5 separate regions of the Mus musculus genome follow, and regions 2, 3, 4 and 5 are each linked to region 1. Evidence: chromatin contacts called from public Hi-C, HiChIP or PLAC-seq and capture Hi-C data. All regions are on one chromosome and are shown on one strand. Each heading gives the region's core, a stretch centred on a gene start, on an enhancer-like site or on the middle of the called end of the contact. The rest is flanking DNA. Distances are from core to core; before and after follow the strand shown. Region 1 holds the start of Zc3hav1 (zinc finger CCCH type, antiviral 1). Region 2 holds the start of Adck2 (aarF domain containing kinase 2). Region 3 holds the start of Mkrn1 (makorin, ring finger protein, 1). Region 4 holds the start of Dgki (diacylglycerol kinase, iota). Region 5 holds the start of Slc37a3 (solute carrier family 37 (glycerol-3-phosphate transporter), member 3).

What was found. Hi-C and Micro-C count contacts between places; a contact is called where the count stands out from the background. HiChIP or PLAC-seq counts read pairs in DNA pulled down with a chosen protein or histone mark. Capture Hi-C pulls out chosen DNA fragments and counts their contacts.
Region 2: a capture Hi-C map of macrophages shows a contact between it and region 1, with 5 times the contacts expected there. The contact joins the promoter of Adck2 here to the promoter of Zc3hav1 in region 1. A contact is called at or near these places in 3 of 39 promoter capture datasets (liver and pre-B cells), 1 of 115 datasets of contacts at active chromatin or transcription factors (bone marrow-derived dendritic cells) and 1 of 9 other capture datasets (macrophages).
Region 3: a FOXA1 HiChIP or PLAC-seq map of pancreatic cancer cells shows a contact between it and region 1. The contact joins the promoter of Mkrn1 here to the promoter of Zc3hav1 in region 1. A contact is called at or near these places in 1 of 39 promoter capture datasets (hematopoietic stem and progenitor cells), 1 of 484 Hi-C or Micro-C datasets (CD4 T cells) and 1 of 115 datasets of contacts at active chromatin or transcription factors (pancreatic cancer cells).
Region 4: an H3K4me3 HiChIP or PLAC-seq map of embryonic forebrain shows a contact between it and region 1, with 6 times the contacts expected there. The contact joins the promoter of Dgki here to the promoter of Zc3hav1 in region 1. A contact is called at or near these places in 1 of 39 promoter capture datasets (hippocampal neurons) and 1 of 115 datasets of contacts at active chromatin or transcription factors (embryonic forebrain).
Region 5: a Hi-C map of B cells shows a contact between it and region 1, with 13 read pairs. The contact joins the promoter of Slc37a3 here to the promoter of Zc3hav1 in region 1. A contact is called at or near these places in 2 of 484 Hi-C or Micro-C datasets (B cells and regulatory T cells), 1 of 115 datasets of contacts at active chromatin or transcription factors (thymic regulatory T cells) and 2 of 9 other capture datasets (adipose tissue and liver).

Annotation. Positions count from the first base shown.
Region 1 is chr6:38,353,187-38,356,043 of GRCm38.p6, forward strand. It overlaps Zc3hav1 (zinc finger CCCH type, antiviral 1), which reads right to left and starts at 1,417. Exons shown (of 13, transcript NM_001347122.1): 1 at 729-1,417. The coding sequence starts at 1,036.
Region 2 is chr6:39,572,512-39,575,368 of GRCm38.p6, forward strand. It overlaps Adck2 (aarF domain containing kinase 2), which reads left to right and starts at 1,365. Exons shown (of 8, transcript NM_178873.3): 1 at 1,365-2,695. The coding sequence starts at 1,790.
Region 3 is chr6:39,418,938-39,421,794 of GRCm38.p6, forward strand. Mkrn1 (makorin, ring finger protein, 1) reads right to left here and starts at 1,432. Exons shown (of 8, transcript NM_018810.2): 1 at 1,162-1,432. The coding sequence starts at 1,346. It overlaps Gm10244 (predicted gene 10244), which reads left to right and starts at 1,441. Exons shown (of 2, transcript NR_152168.1): 1 at 1,441-1,715; 2 at 1,803-2,357.
Region 4 is chr6:37,298,602-37,301,458 of GRCm38.p6, forward strand. Dgki (diacylglycerol kinase, iota) reads right to left here and starts at 1,375. Exons shown (of 34, transcript NM_001081206.2): 1 at 962-1,375. The coding sequence starts at 1,347.
Region 5 is chr6:39,376,292-39,379,148 of GRCm38.p6, forward strand. Slc37a3 (solute carrier family 37 (glycerol-3-phosphate transporter), member 3) reads right to left here and starts at 1,416. Exons shown (of 15, transcript NM_028123.3): 1 at 1,328-1,416.

The DNA.
Region 1 (2,857 bases), core at 167-2,666:
AAGCCACATTATTTCATGCAATTTGAGACAGTGGGTCGGTTGCAAGAAGGGGGGGGGGTGTCGTAGTACAGGCCACCACGCATACTAGGAAGAAGGCTGAGAGGCCACTATACCTTTAGTTATCTATCTGGCCAGGTGGAGAGACAAGGAGTGAAGGGTCACAGCGATCCAGGAGTTGGCGCACCCGAGACACAGGAGACTGGGCAGCACCGCTAGGATTCTGGGGCGATCGCAACATTCGAGGTACCAGAGTAGCAAGGAGAAAAAGGTGTGCCTGCAACTTCTACAAACTCTGGTTGGTGCAAACGTACTTTAATTAGGATTCTGGTGGGAGGTGAGAAGGGTAGAGAGGCAGCCTTGTCCGCCTTTCCAATAGCGCTTTGGCTACAGATTTTTCAACCTGGGGGTCTAACTTCACAGGAGTCGAATATGACCATTGGAAAACACAGATACTTGCATTACATTTCATAACAGTAGCAAAATTACAGTTACGGAGTAGTAACGAAAATAATTTTATGGTTGAGGGTCACAAACCTGAGGAACTGTATTAAAGGGTCGCAGCATTAGGAAGGCTGAGAACCACTGGTCTAGAGATTAGGAGGGATAGAGGGAGAAGGGGTTTGCAGCCGAGTGAGCCATATCCACCCGGTTCCCGCCTCCCCTAGGAAGCTGCCCCGCGGCGCCGGACTAGGCAATTAGAGAACCTTCCCCATTCCCGCTGCACTCACCGCTGGGACTGTGCATAGTGGCACCGGCCGAGCAGATTAAGCTTGCAAAGGTGCAGGCTGTCGCAGGGTCTCTGGCAGTACTTGCGACGGCAGACGCGGGCTCGAGTAGTAGCCACCACCGACCGAGTGATCCCGGCCTGGTCTCCAGTCTCCAATAGCACAAAGCGATCGGGCCCTGCTGCCTTCAGCAGCTCGTAGAGTTGCGCTTCGGGGAGGCTGATCTCACCCAGCAGTTCCTCCAGGGTCATGCGGCCCCCGTGAGCGCACAGGATCTTGGTGATGAAACAGAATACCTCGGGATCCGTCATGGCGCGCTATGGCTGCCGCTGCTCCGGCCGCTGCGCGGGACTCGGCTTCACGGAGAATCGAAACTTACGCGCGGTCCCAGGGGCGGACGCGGGCGGTGCCGCTCGCAGAGCAGAGCGGTTTCGCTTTCCAACTCCGGCGGTGGTGTCGCGAGGCCCGACCTCGACGACGAGGTCCTGGGGTCAGATTTAAAGTCAGCCGCGCGGGAGAGCGAATGGGAAGCGAGCGACGTTAGGCGGGCAGGTCCGCCGCGGCGCGGTACCCTCGGTTCCAGGCTAGACGTGAGGTCCCCCGAGCTCGGGACTGCAAGGCTGCTACCAGGAAGAGAGGAAGTAAGGACGTTCGTGAGGCTCGGGTGGAGTTTTGATGAGCCTGAGGAGAGTGACGCATCCTGGGGGGCCCACTAGAGGCGTCCTCAAATCAGCCCCACCCAGCCCCGGAAAGAGCAGACCTGGTGAGCGCTTCCTGTAAGCGGGACTCTCCGCCGAGTGTCGTCAATGCTCGCCACCACCTTAGGACATGGATATTATCCGAACTCCGCACTTGGGGAAATAACTTGAAGGAACAGGTGGAGCTCGGATGACCGAGGTTCTCGAGAGTTTGTTTCCGGGCCTGATTCCGCGGCACCAGATCTAGGATTACGCACTTTCTACCCAGTGCCGAGCCCCTCTTAGAGGGCGGTGATTGTTACTCTCCCTGGTTTCTTACGTAGCCTTCTCCAGAGCTATTTGAAGACCCACTCTTTGATCCTTTCTGGCCTTGCTAACTTAAAATCTCCAATTTTGGTGCCTCAAACCAACTGCTTAGAATGTCTTCAGATTTCCCCCACCCCTCCCCCCTTGGCATGAAGATGATTTTTAAGGTAAACCCTTACCTTACCGTAGAGTTACTGTAGAGACAGAAGGAAATAATAACTAGATTTCCCTTTGAGGAAAGCAAAGGCTGATGAAATTAAAGAGCCATCCGTGTCCCCAGGGAGCTTTCCGGAAGATTCTGCTGCTCCAAACATTAGCATTAAAAAAAAACTCCGATTGTCCTTCCAGACTCCGTAGTGAAACACACTCACCACACACAAACCTTATACGCTCTTCGGCCTCCTCCCCTTGTTAAATTGTGACTTTAAAACTTCTTTTGCACAATTGTGTTTAGTTTGTCTCATCTGTATTCTCAGCTAATTTGCAGGCCAGTAAACACTAGACCCAAATTAGAAAAAGAAAGGGGCTTTCCTTTCAGCACTCAGAAATGAAATGAATGGAGCGCTCACCGATCAGATGGGAACCCTTTCTTTAAAATCTGCAGGCACGGTGCAGGAGAAGTGTGCACTGCGATGCTTTCAAACTTCACAAGAGGGAGGTGCGAGTGACCCCACCCACTCAGACAAACACACGCTAAAATAATATTAAAAGCTTGGCGTGGTGAAGGCATGCCGGTAATATCAGCACTTGTGAGACTGGGGCAAAGGGATTATTGGCCAGGAAGATAATTGAGCAGGTAAAGGCACCAGTTGCTAAAACACAGGACACTAATTTGACCCCCAGAATTTCCCCACATGCTGGGAGAGTTTACTCTAGCAAGTTGCCCTCTGACCTCCACAACACTCTTTCTCTTCCTTCCTCCCTCCCTCCTCCTCCCCCCTCTCTCTCTGATAAATGTAATTTAAAATTTAAAAACAAATTCATAAGAAATAAAGTCTTTCAAATTCTTCAGAAACCCGAATGAGAATCCCTCTGGTGTGGTACGCACAGCCGCTCTCTCTGACTCACTGGAACGGTGGTCTGTAAAGCAGCCAAGCCCGGGCCTCATCTGGCTGCTTGTTGACTCTG
Region 2 (2,857 bases), core at 115-2,614, 1.2 Mb after region 1:
CACAGATTTTGCCCACCCCTTCCTTCCCTTCCCTCCTTCCCTCCTTCCTTACCTCCCCCTTCCTTCCTTCCTTCCTTCCTTCCTTCCTTCCTTCCTTCCTTCCTTCCTTCTTTCCTTCCTTCCTTCTTTCCTACTGGAATTGAAAGTGAGGGCACCGTGCCTGACACCTGACCACATTTCAAAGCAGTGTAAGGCATCATGTCTGCCTTGGGAAACCCAAAGGGTGTACCCCATCTTTTAGAGTTAGGAACTGGACTGTTATTGACCATACAGGAAGAGCCATTGGCCACTCCACTATTCCTGACTGTTAGTGGCCCTGATCTTACCTTTGGAGAAATTACTATATCTTCTGAGCCTTCTGGATGGCCAGGGGGTGTGTGTCTTGAGGTTGAATGACATGTCCAGTGATAGGAACCCTGGCCTTGTCCTTGTTTCTCTTTTTCTATAATCCTTTTCACCTGGGATGTCTTTAAATCTACCCTTGGTCAGACTTTTGTGCAAATTTCTTTCCACACAGGGACAAAAGCTGTTGATAGGTAGTAGGGACTGTGGTGCCCCAGGGCAGGCAGCTTTTTAAGTTCCAGAGCGCTGAGAAGAAATTGCAAGCCCTTTCCCTGGCTATGTAGGCTCAGTTCCCATGCTCTATCACCTACACACACACACACACACACACACACACACACACACCCCTCAGAACATCAAAAGTCTTTCCTACTTTGGAACTTTTATTTGGCTCCTCTCCCAACACCCTTTTTTTCTTCTCCAAAGTAGCCCAGCCTATGATTCAACCAGCTCCTCACTGCTTCTGTGGCCCTTGCTACATTTTTATTTCTATGACATTTATTTTGTATGTGGGGGACACGACTTAAAAGGAATTGGTGACATCCTTCCTTCATGTAGGTTCCACGGATCGAACTCATTTATTTCGTTGGGCTTGACATAAAATAATATCGTTACCTATCTAGTTTAGTATATATTCTTGTGACTCAACAAATATTAAATTAAATTCAAGAAAGACCTGATTTGGCTCAATAAGTCTTAGTTAAGTGTATAAGCCATTCCCTAAGGTCTAAACACCGCCGCTAAGTCAGCGTAGCCTGAGACTCAAGAACTCAGCAGCTGAAAAATCTGTCCTTCCTTTGGACCCACTTGTAATATTCAGTGTAGTTTAATATTTCTAGGATTTAAGCTACGAGGCTGTGAAGAGGAAAGGCAGACGCGGAAAAGAGGGCTACAGAGCTCGCGTCTGCGTTTTTTCTCTAAATCATCACAGGAACTCGATGTGCCCAGGCGCTTTTGCCCTAGTTCGCGCCGTGGCCCCTTTAAGGAGCATGTCGTGGGCAGAGAGGGCGGAACCAGGTACCGGAAGCTGGGAGCAGCGCTGGCCCGGACGCTTAGTGCTCTCTCTCTCTGCCTGGTTGTCACTGCCCGCTCTGTGCAGGTCCCGAGCCATCGGCTCGGCATCTCCGCCGCCCCCCGGGAGCCTGGCCCGTGAGCCCGCCGGAGCGCGCCTCTCAGGTCTTCCCGCGGCCCTCTGAGGCTTCGTCGTTCTCTCTAGGCCGCGGGTCCGCATCTCCGTCCCTGGCGCTCGGCGACTCCCTGCACTCTGAGCTCTGGCGCTGGACAGCTTGTCACCCGTGGTCCCCGGCTCAGGTCCCCGTTATCCCTCCCCTCCTGGGCTGCGCTAGGGGGCGCGGTCCGACTCATCCCCGCTTCGGCACGGAGCGTCTCCACAATGGCTTCCCTTTAGGTAGAGAACAAGCAGTCTAGGCCAAGGGGTCTAGAGAGGATGGTGACCCCCTGGCGTTTGTCTGTCAGGGTCTGCTTGTCACACTTAAGATGCTTTGAGTTCAGAAAGGAACTTGGGCATTCCAGACCCCTGGGATGCTCTCGCAATGCCAGACTATGTTGGTTTCTGCTAGGTACTTTGCCCAAATTAATCTCAGCCCATGGCAGTGTTGGAGAGGGGGCGCCTGGCAGCTTGTGCCAGAGAAAGACTCACTGGAGTGACCTGGCGGAAAATGGACTAGTGGAGAAGGTGGCCCAAGAAGGGCCTCTGGCCCGCGTCTTACTGTGTCTCCGCCTAGGGCTCCGCGCTGGTGTGCTCTTGGCGAAATTCTTCCCCCTCCTCTTCTTGTACCCTCTCACCTACTTGGCCCCTGGCCTCTCCACCCTCTGGCTCCATCTGCTTTTCAAAGCTACAGAGACCTCAGGCCCAACATATATCAAATTGGGCCAATGGGCCAGCACCCGGCGCGACCTCTTTTCAGAGGCTTTCTGTACCCAGTTCTCCAAGCTGCATGTCCAGGTGACCCCCCACCCTTGGGCAAGGACGGAATACTTACTCCAGCAGGCATTTGGGGAGGATTGGGGCAGCCTCCTCTTTTTCGAGACCCGGGAACCTGTAGGTTCAGGTTGTGTGGCCCAAGTGTACAAAGCGTTCGCTAGTATTTCCTTGTTGGAGGAAGACAGGATCTGGAGACTTGGGGAGCTCTCTGCCCCAGGAACCAGGGCCGTGGTGATGCAGAGAGAGCCCTTTATGAAAGACCGGAAGCCTTCAGAAAACCTTGCCGACGAAGCATTTCTAGAAAAACTGCTTCTTCCTAAAGCTGACCTTGGTGGGTCAGAAGTGGGTGTGTCTCAGGCTCCCTGGCATCTGCCTAAGTCAGATCACCTCATCCCAGTGGCAGTGAAAGTAAGTGCTCTCAGACCTTGCCTAGCACTTTAATCAAGTACCTACCCACTGAGCTGTCTGCCCCAGATCCGAAAGAGACCCTCGTGAGGGGCACATTGCTTTCTGTTCTAAGACTGAGTATTCCTTCTCCAAAAATGCTTGGGAATGGGAGCGTTTTGGATT
Region 3 (2,857 bases), core at 182-2,681, 1.1 Mb after region 1:
GCTGCAAAGCTGGACCTTGCCTCAAAAAAAAAAAAAAAAGAACAGACTGAGGGGAAAGCTTTAATCTGACGTTATTAAATGTGTTACAGGAAAGACTGGAAGATTCTTCAGTTTGGGAGTTAATATCAACACCGAGTTGTTCATTAGGAATTGCCTTTAGCATTTGCGGTTAATAAACTGTCCTTGCCGGGTTTAAAGTGGCATTTCCTTTTAATTTTCTTAGCCGATAGAAAAGCGTATATAGTCCTTCCTGGTAGTTAAAATCTATATACTCGGGCGTGGTATCATCTCACCCCTGCACTCCCGCACTAGAGAGGCAAAAACAAGAGGATTGCCGAAAATTCTAGGGCAGTCAGACTATATAGGTCAACCGGGGCCACACAGTAGGACTGTCTCAATAAGCCCCCTCCCATCGTTAATACAAACAATCCTTCCTCCAACGTTTATAGCTGGGGAATTATTTTTTAACATACGTACTGTATAACTGTCACCTGATCATACATTTTCCCAATAATTTCGTCTCGCTTACCAAACAAGAACCAAACCTCTCTGGTCGGATCTCCTTTCTCGCAAAGAAGAACGCCTCTCAAAGGGACAGTAATAATAATGGCAGTTCATAAAACCAAGGGTGGAAGAGCCTAACGCCGGCTCCGAACGCTCGGTTCGGAGACAAAGCTCGGAACCGCCGACCACCGACTTACATACAAAGGCATACAAAAGCGGCTGCTCCCGGCGGGGCGGGGGTGAGCGGCGCAGAGAGCAGAAAAGACGTTACAAACGGATAGCCCGGCTCGGAGCCCCGGGGCCGGCCGAGCTCGCCGGGACCCTTGGAGGGTCTCAGGGCGCACCGAGGGTCGTTAGAGCCCGATTCGCATCGGCGAGCTCGCGCCGCATCCCCGAACCTGTAGCGATGGAGGCCAGGGCGGGGACACCGGTCCTCTCCGCACGCACCGGGGCGCCGCTGAGCGAGGCGAGGTGACGGGACCGCCCTGCAGTCCGAGCCCGCAGTCTGAAACCCGCAGCGATGCCGCGGCCAACCTCTGCGGAGGCTGACGCAGCGATGCTGTACGGACAGCCGCAGCGGGGACCCCGCGACGCCCGCCTCCGCCTCTTGCTCGGCCCCGCAGCCCCCGCCCTCCGCCGCGCCACGCAACGTCCTACCTGCAGGTGACCTGTTTCGTCCAGCCGCCGCCGCTGCCGTCGCTGCCGCCGCCCCCTCCTCCCGCCCCCGGGGACGGGGCAGCGACTGTGGGGATAGAGGTGAGGGAGGCCGCTGCCACCGCCGCCGCTGCCGCTCCTGCTCCTGATGTTGTGGCTGTTGTTCCGGGAGCCGCAGCCTCCGCCATTACTGTTTATCCCACACAGCAATGGCCCCGGAACTTCCGGGATCACATAGTTCCGGTCCGGCTGAGAAGGAGAAGACAGCGAAGGGAGGGGAGGGGAGGGAGGCTGAGGAGCCCGAGAGCTCTGCGCCAGTCCCGCGCCGTGTCACCGCGTCTCCGAGCGCTCAGGTCTCAGGAACTGCGGGCTCCGCAGGGCACCCGCGGCCCTCCTCCGGCGACGCTGATTGGTGATGGCTTAGGCTCCGCCCTAAAGGGGCGTGATCACACGCTTAGCCAGGTGTGCTAGGATGGTCCTGGTCCTAGCCATCCTAGCCATCAAAGGACCACATGCAAGGACCAACTTCTGCCTATGGCTGGTGGCGCACGTACAAGGTGGGGGAAGGCCTGGGGCTGTGTCTGCTCTTTATCTAGAGTGAGATCCCAACCTATTGTGTTGGGATCTGTTTCTTTCTCTCACAGGAACTGTCAGAATCCCTGCTGATGGAAGTGCCCAGGTGGGCCTGGCGGCAGACATCTTGGAATCCCACCAATGTGAAGACTTGAGTATCACAATGGCTGCAAGTTCGAGACCAGCCCAAGCTAAATAGATCCTGTCAAAGTAATAACAGTAATGTTGTAAATGAATTATGTGTGGTAGCCTGTTTGTAATACCAGCTCTTGGGAAGCTAAAGGAAAAAAGTGTTTGGTTTTATACCTGACCAGGAACTGAGGTGCATATTTTACATATCAAAGCAGACTTGACCTCCGGACTTCCCTAGCGTCCTTTTAGTCCCTATCTGGCATTCCCTGCCCCCAACCTTGAACTTTCCAGCCCAGGAGCTAGGCTGCCCTTCACCCCAGAGGCTCCTCCCTATATTTCTAGACATTTTCTCTGTCTCCTCTCTGCCTGCATGCCCTTTCTTTTTTTCTCTCTCCCTTCCTTATCCCATCCTTACCCCCGTGGCGACTCCTGAGGCCAGTGAACTAGCCTGCCTGAGAGAGCTTCCCAATAAACCTGCCTTTAATAGACTCGAATCTAGTGTGAATTGGCTCATTTCACCAACATCAGAGAAATAACCTATCAAAAAGGGTCACAGGCTTGAGGCCAGCCTGGGCTACACTGCAAGAATCTGTCAGTAAGCAGACAGCCTTCAAGGACATGCTCCCAAGTACTGGCTCCCAGCTAACTATGCCCATTCCCCTAGAGTTTCCACCATCAGGTTATATGAATCCACTGATGAGGGCAGTGCCAATCATTTCTCCAAAACTGTGTCTAAGCATAAATCACTGGAGTCCAAGACACATCACATGAACTTCTGAGGAACATTTTAGATCCAAAGTTCTCTCTCCCTCCTCAATAAAGTAAACCTGGCTGGACTTCAATGAACAGAGATCTGCCTCCCAAATATTGAATCCTGGGGTTTAAAGACTTCACCACTGTCCCCCTTTATTTTATTTTACTTTTAATCTTTAAGATTTGTTGCACAGCTGTTGGGGAGGTAGCACAAATGTTAGCAACAAATTCAATGGAAAAG
Region 4 (2,857 bases), core at 125-2,624, 1.1 Mb before region 1:
GCTTATGGCCTCAACTTTTAAAAATCACCAGTGAGGGTGGTCTCGGCGCCGTCTCTCGTGCCTGGGAATGGGAGAGCAGTGTAAGGAACCTATGAAATCTTCCCTTTGGTTTGGATCCTCACACAATTGGGGCTTCATAAAGCGTAATTGGGTGGACGTTCACCGTACACTGTCCTAGTGTCAAAGACACATCCAGCCTCAGGTGCCAGTGTGATCTCTTCTCACCAGCACTGGGACGGGGGGTGGGGGTGGGGTGGGGGCAGGGGGTTGGGGGGAGGTAAGCCTGGGAGTAGGCTGTCCACACTGAGAGAGGGAGAGAACACACAGGCATGTAACACCAACACCCACTGACATACTTACATACCTACAAGAAGAGACCCATAGCTCACTAGTCTTTAACAGACAAGAACGTCCCATAAGGATTTCTGTTCTGTATGGCTTATTCTTTGCTGCCTGTCAGAACAGATCTCAGCGATCCGGTTAGTGCCCAAGGCTCACCCAGTGAACTCGGCAAGGATGGGGGAGTGTGGAGATGACACTAGCCTAGGGACAACTTTGGCAACTCTTCTAACTGGGCATGTCTGGGTTTGCACCCCATACACTCACAGATGTGGTTTTGATCTTGTTCTGACCTTAGTGTTCTCTTCTGTTACAAGTGCACCCCTCCCTGGGTGTTACAGGGAGAAGAAGCTGGGGCACCCCACTTCTTCTCTTCAACCCAGAATTAGAGGATGAGAACAACATATCCCCAGGAGAGAGAGACAGATAGACAGACATACATAGAAGCAAAACCACGGAGGTACGAAGGTTGAAGAGAGAGAGAGAGAGAGAGAGAGAGAGAGAGAGAGAGAGAGAGAGAGAGAGAGAGACTGAACCCCAACTCTACAGAAGTGCCTCTCTGGAGCTAGAGCAAGTGTCCCCCGCCCTGGGCGGCACCTGTCTCGCTAGCTCCCGCGCCTACCTGTAAGAGACCTGCTTCCGGAAAGTTAAGTCCCTCAGCTTCTCCTCCAGCGCCTCTTCCTTCTCTTTCTGTCCGGCGGCCGCGGGCTCCTCCAAGGCAGCAGCAGCCGCTGCCCCTGCACCCCGCGGGTCCGCGCCGCCCTCGGCGCCCAGGCAGCAGCTCCCGGCGCCGCTTCCGCTGCTGCTGCTGCCACCCGTCGCCCCTCTCTCCTCTCCCGCCGAGGAGCTGGGGTTCATGGCGACCGCTCCGGCGGCCGCGAAAGAAGCCGAGGTGGTGCCGCTGCAGAGGCCGGTCGGGCTGAGGGCGCTGGAGGCGGCGGGAGCGCGGGCAGGTCCGCGCGCCGCTGGCAGGGGCAGCAAATGGCAGCCCCTTCCCGCAGCATCCATCCGCGGCTGCACCGCACCGGGGCATTGTGGGAAACTCCGTGCCTCCACTCCCCCTCCCCAACCAATCAGAGGCCACCTCTCTCCGCCTCCCCTCGGCCTCGCCCGACCAGCCGGCTCCCTCCAATTCTCCCACCCCTTCTCCTTTTTCTAAATCCAGAGCAAAAGCCGGGACTGAACTTGAACTCTGCCTGCAGGCAATGGATCGCAGTGGAGGAGAGAGGGAAAGGGTGGGAGCCGCGGGGCTTAGGACGCTGGGGACAAACACTGGTCATCAAGAAAGGAGAGTGCCCAGGGAAACTTGGAGGCAAGCCGGGTTGCCGCGCCCTGGTTAGCGCACAAGGGAAGCGGACCCGGACCCAGGAGCTACTCAGCACTGATGAGCTGCTGGGCACATCTCAGTCCAGTCCACTGATGACAGATGCCCGAGGCAGCATTTTGTCCGTCACCTTCTTGCAGCATCAGAGCTGGCGCCAAGCAGTAACCTCCAGACGTGGGGGACCTTTGGAGGCCGGGGTGGTGGGGTGTATCTGGAGGAACCTTGGGAGGAATTTTTTAACCATGTGAATTATGGAAGGGGCTAGATTTAAGCTCCCGCTTCTTCTTCTCAAGGAGAGGGTCGGTCGGGACATCTTCACCCATGAACGCCCGCGCCTAGATCCTTGCTTGGTGCCTTCTAAAAGCTTAAAGATGCTCCCTAAACAGCTGTTAATTAGATTGAATCGGATCACAGGATCCTCGGTGAAGCAGAAGGCTGAGAGCAGAAGTGGGGACCCGAGCGCCTCGTGCTGTGGGTTCCTATGCTAAGGGTTCACAAGAAGAGGACAGGAGGAGCTAGCCCAGGAAGGGGCTTCTACCGGTTCAGACACCAAGGCTGAAACCTAATGCGCTGGAGGAATGTAATGTCTGCTCTCTCAGTTTTTTGTTTCTAAGACTATTGAAATCTGTGCGGTTTGAACGATGGGCAACGAAGTGTTTAAGACAGATCATTTTCTAAATTAGATGTTTTTCACCCAGGAAATCTCTGCTGTCAGGAAACGCGAGAAAGATCTATGCTCAACAGTAAGTGCAAGTAACCAAACTACCTATGTAGATGTATGTGCTAGTAAAGATGGCCTTCTTTTGCCCTAAAATTAGGAGGTTGAGCAAAGGAATCTCAAGCCTCGCCCAGCTCTCACGGTGTGCAGTTCCCCTCACATGTACATTATATAAGACAGGGCAGGGACTTTTTCAGGGAGAAAGGGAAAAAGACTACCTGTTGGGGATCAGCACTACACACACACACACACACACACACACACACACACACACATACACACATACACACACATACATGCATACACACACATACATGCATACACACACACATACACACACACACACACACACACACACACACACACACACACACACACACACACACACATCTGGATTTCCCTAACATCTTTCAAGTGACTTTCTTCACACCCAGGCTAGTTAGTGGAGGAGGTTAATCATTCTGGGGCAGTGTACA
Region 5 (2,857 bases), core at 166-2,665, 1.0 Mb after region 1:
GAGACAGGAAGATTAGAAGGTCAAGGACATCTTCAGTTACACAGGGAGATGGTGATTACCTGGACTATTCGACACTTGTCCGTGCACTTGCTCGCTCTCTCTCTCTCTCTCTCTCTCTCTCTCTCTCACACACACACACACACACACACACACACACTTTTTCTTAAAACTGCCGCATTACCACAGATGTTAAGGACTTAGCTAGCTGTTTCAGGGTTCCTAAAACCACATCCATTTATACCAGGGTTCCTAAGGCCAACTTCTCCCTATTTTCTTTCAAAGACAACTACTTTCTCCTCTGCCCTTCAGACAAAGCCCTAATCGTGCCAGTTATCACTGCAACAACAGCATGTCATCCTCACTTGAGGACCAGGCACTCATCCAAAACCTTAAACAATGAGCACTGAACTGCTCCTGAAAAACAGAGAACTCTGACACTAAAGGTCAAGTCCATTTACTTCACTTCTTTCCTCACTTAAGGATTAAATGAAAGGATTTACTGTGTGTTTAGGGCAGACTCTGTTTTACTTACAAGGAACATCTGGCAAGTGGCAAAAGAATAATTCAACTACCACAGTAGTCGAGGTGTTCTCTTCATCAGTGATTGTTTCGTAAACAGAAATGTGAGTGAAGACATCAAGCAATGGCTAAAGAGGCTCGCCCTGGCAACTAGGTATCCTCTAAACATTTCAGTAAAATATCACGGCATCGCTTAACATATTGCAGAAAATGTTAAAAGTGGACACATCCCCATTGTCTTATCAAAATTAAGAACAGGCCACACTCTACAAATAAGAACAACCAAAGTCTGACATTCGAATAAGAAGCAGAGCCGAATTCCCTGAGGTCGTGGCAGTTACTCGAAAACAAACCCCTAGTTTTTCCACGAAGTCAATTCTCCCTCTGACCTCCGTGCATCCTATCCAAACGCCTCCCACCCTACCTGAAACGTGGCCCTCCTCTTGCTAAACCATGAACCCTTTCCTTGGGTTTCATTTTCTTCCGTTCAAACGTCCCATGAGCCAAGATCGGTGGGCCGAGGGGAACAAGTACCCCCTACCCGGGAGGTCTGCGTGGGCTGGGCTGGGCCACCTTCCCTCTCTGGTGTCTGGTGTCCTCCTCCCTCTGCGGTGCACACAGCCTCGGGACTGCACAGCGGCAGCACCAGGAGCTCCGGTGGGGTCCCGGTGGGGGTCTGGTGGGGGCCAGCTGCCAGCGGCGCCCGAGCCGCCACACCCACCAGCTGTCCGCGCTTCCCACGCCCGAAGCCCACCGCGCGCCCAACCCGGCCAGGACCCCAAGCACCCGAGCGCACGCAGGCTCGCACCTGAGACCCGCCGAAGAACCCGCTCCGCTAGACTCCGCTCCCGCCGCCCCCGCCGCCACCTCACCCAGCGGGATGTGGCCAGAGCTTCCGGACGCTCACGTGACCTCGGGGACAGGTGCATGCCGGGAGCTGTAGTCCGCCAGTGCCGCTTTACCTGCGAGCTGTAAAGTCCACTGGTTGGGTTTAACTGAGCTCCTGCAGGAAGGGACTAGGTCCAGAAATGTTAGCGGAGAAAAGCAACGAGTGAGAGATATCATTTGAGAAGAACCGATAGGCTGACCATTTTTTCAAGAGGAGGCGTTATTCTGTTTTAGACTCTTGTTTAATTAAATGCAGTTGTCCATATAGGTAGGAATAGTCATTCACCTGTTTGTATTCACAGCTCTGCACCCCATTGCCATTGCACCAAAATAAATAGTTCGTATTAAGATCCCCAGCAGCGTAGCTGGAAAGATGATTAAATACATACATATGTACGTACATACATACATCTGTGCATTTTTTTTTTTAAAAAAGATTTATTTATTTATTATATGTAAGTACACTGTAGCTGTCTTCAGACACTCCAGAAGAGGGCGTCAGATCTTGTTACAGATGGTTGTGAGCCACCATGTGGTTGCTGGGATTTGAACTCTGGACTTCGGAAGAGCAGTCGGGTGCTCTTACCACTGAGCCATCTCACCAGCCCACATCTGTGCATTTTTAAAAATGGAACTGTAGAGGGCTGGTGAGATGGCTCAGTGGGTAAGAACTGCTCTTCTGAAGGTCCGAAGTTCAAATCCCAGCAACCACATGGTGGCTCACACCATCAGTAATGAGATCTGACTCCCTCTTCTGGAGTGTCTGAAGACAGCTACAGTGTAATTACATATAATAAAAATAAATAAATCATTTTTTAAAAAATGGAACTGGAGAGACGGCTCAGCAGTTAAGAGCAGTGACTGCCCATCTAGGAGACTTAGATTTGGTTCCATGGTGACTCACACTCTAGTTCCAGAGGACCTGACACCCTCATCTGGCCTCCGTGAACATGACACACACAGAGACATACAAAAACACATAAATAAAAATAGAAAGGGGGAGAGGAAGACGTGGAGGAGGAGAAAGAGGAGAGAAGGAAGATTCCCGTGCTACCACCCAGTTTCCTCTTTCAGGGCATCCAAGGCCAGGTAGTAAGAACGCTTCCACCCGGCGCACGCCTTTAGTCCCAGCACTCGGGAGGCAGAGGCAGTCGGATTTCTGAGTTCGAGGCCAGCCTGGTCTACAAAAGGCACTCCTGGACCTGGGTTCATTTCACAGTTAATCTTATGTCTTCGGTGACATCCACCAAACTCTTCTTGACTTACAGACCAGCTTTTAGCTAAACTTTACTAAAACCCTGAAGGGTTTTGGTTAGGAAAACTGAAGCCACAGCAATAGACCCAAGATCCCCCAGCAGAGGAGACGCTGGAGTAATGAGCTAATGCAGAAAGTCTTAGGGTCACCTAAAAGTAACTCAGCAGCCCCAAACACAGTTTATTATTTGTTTGT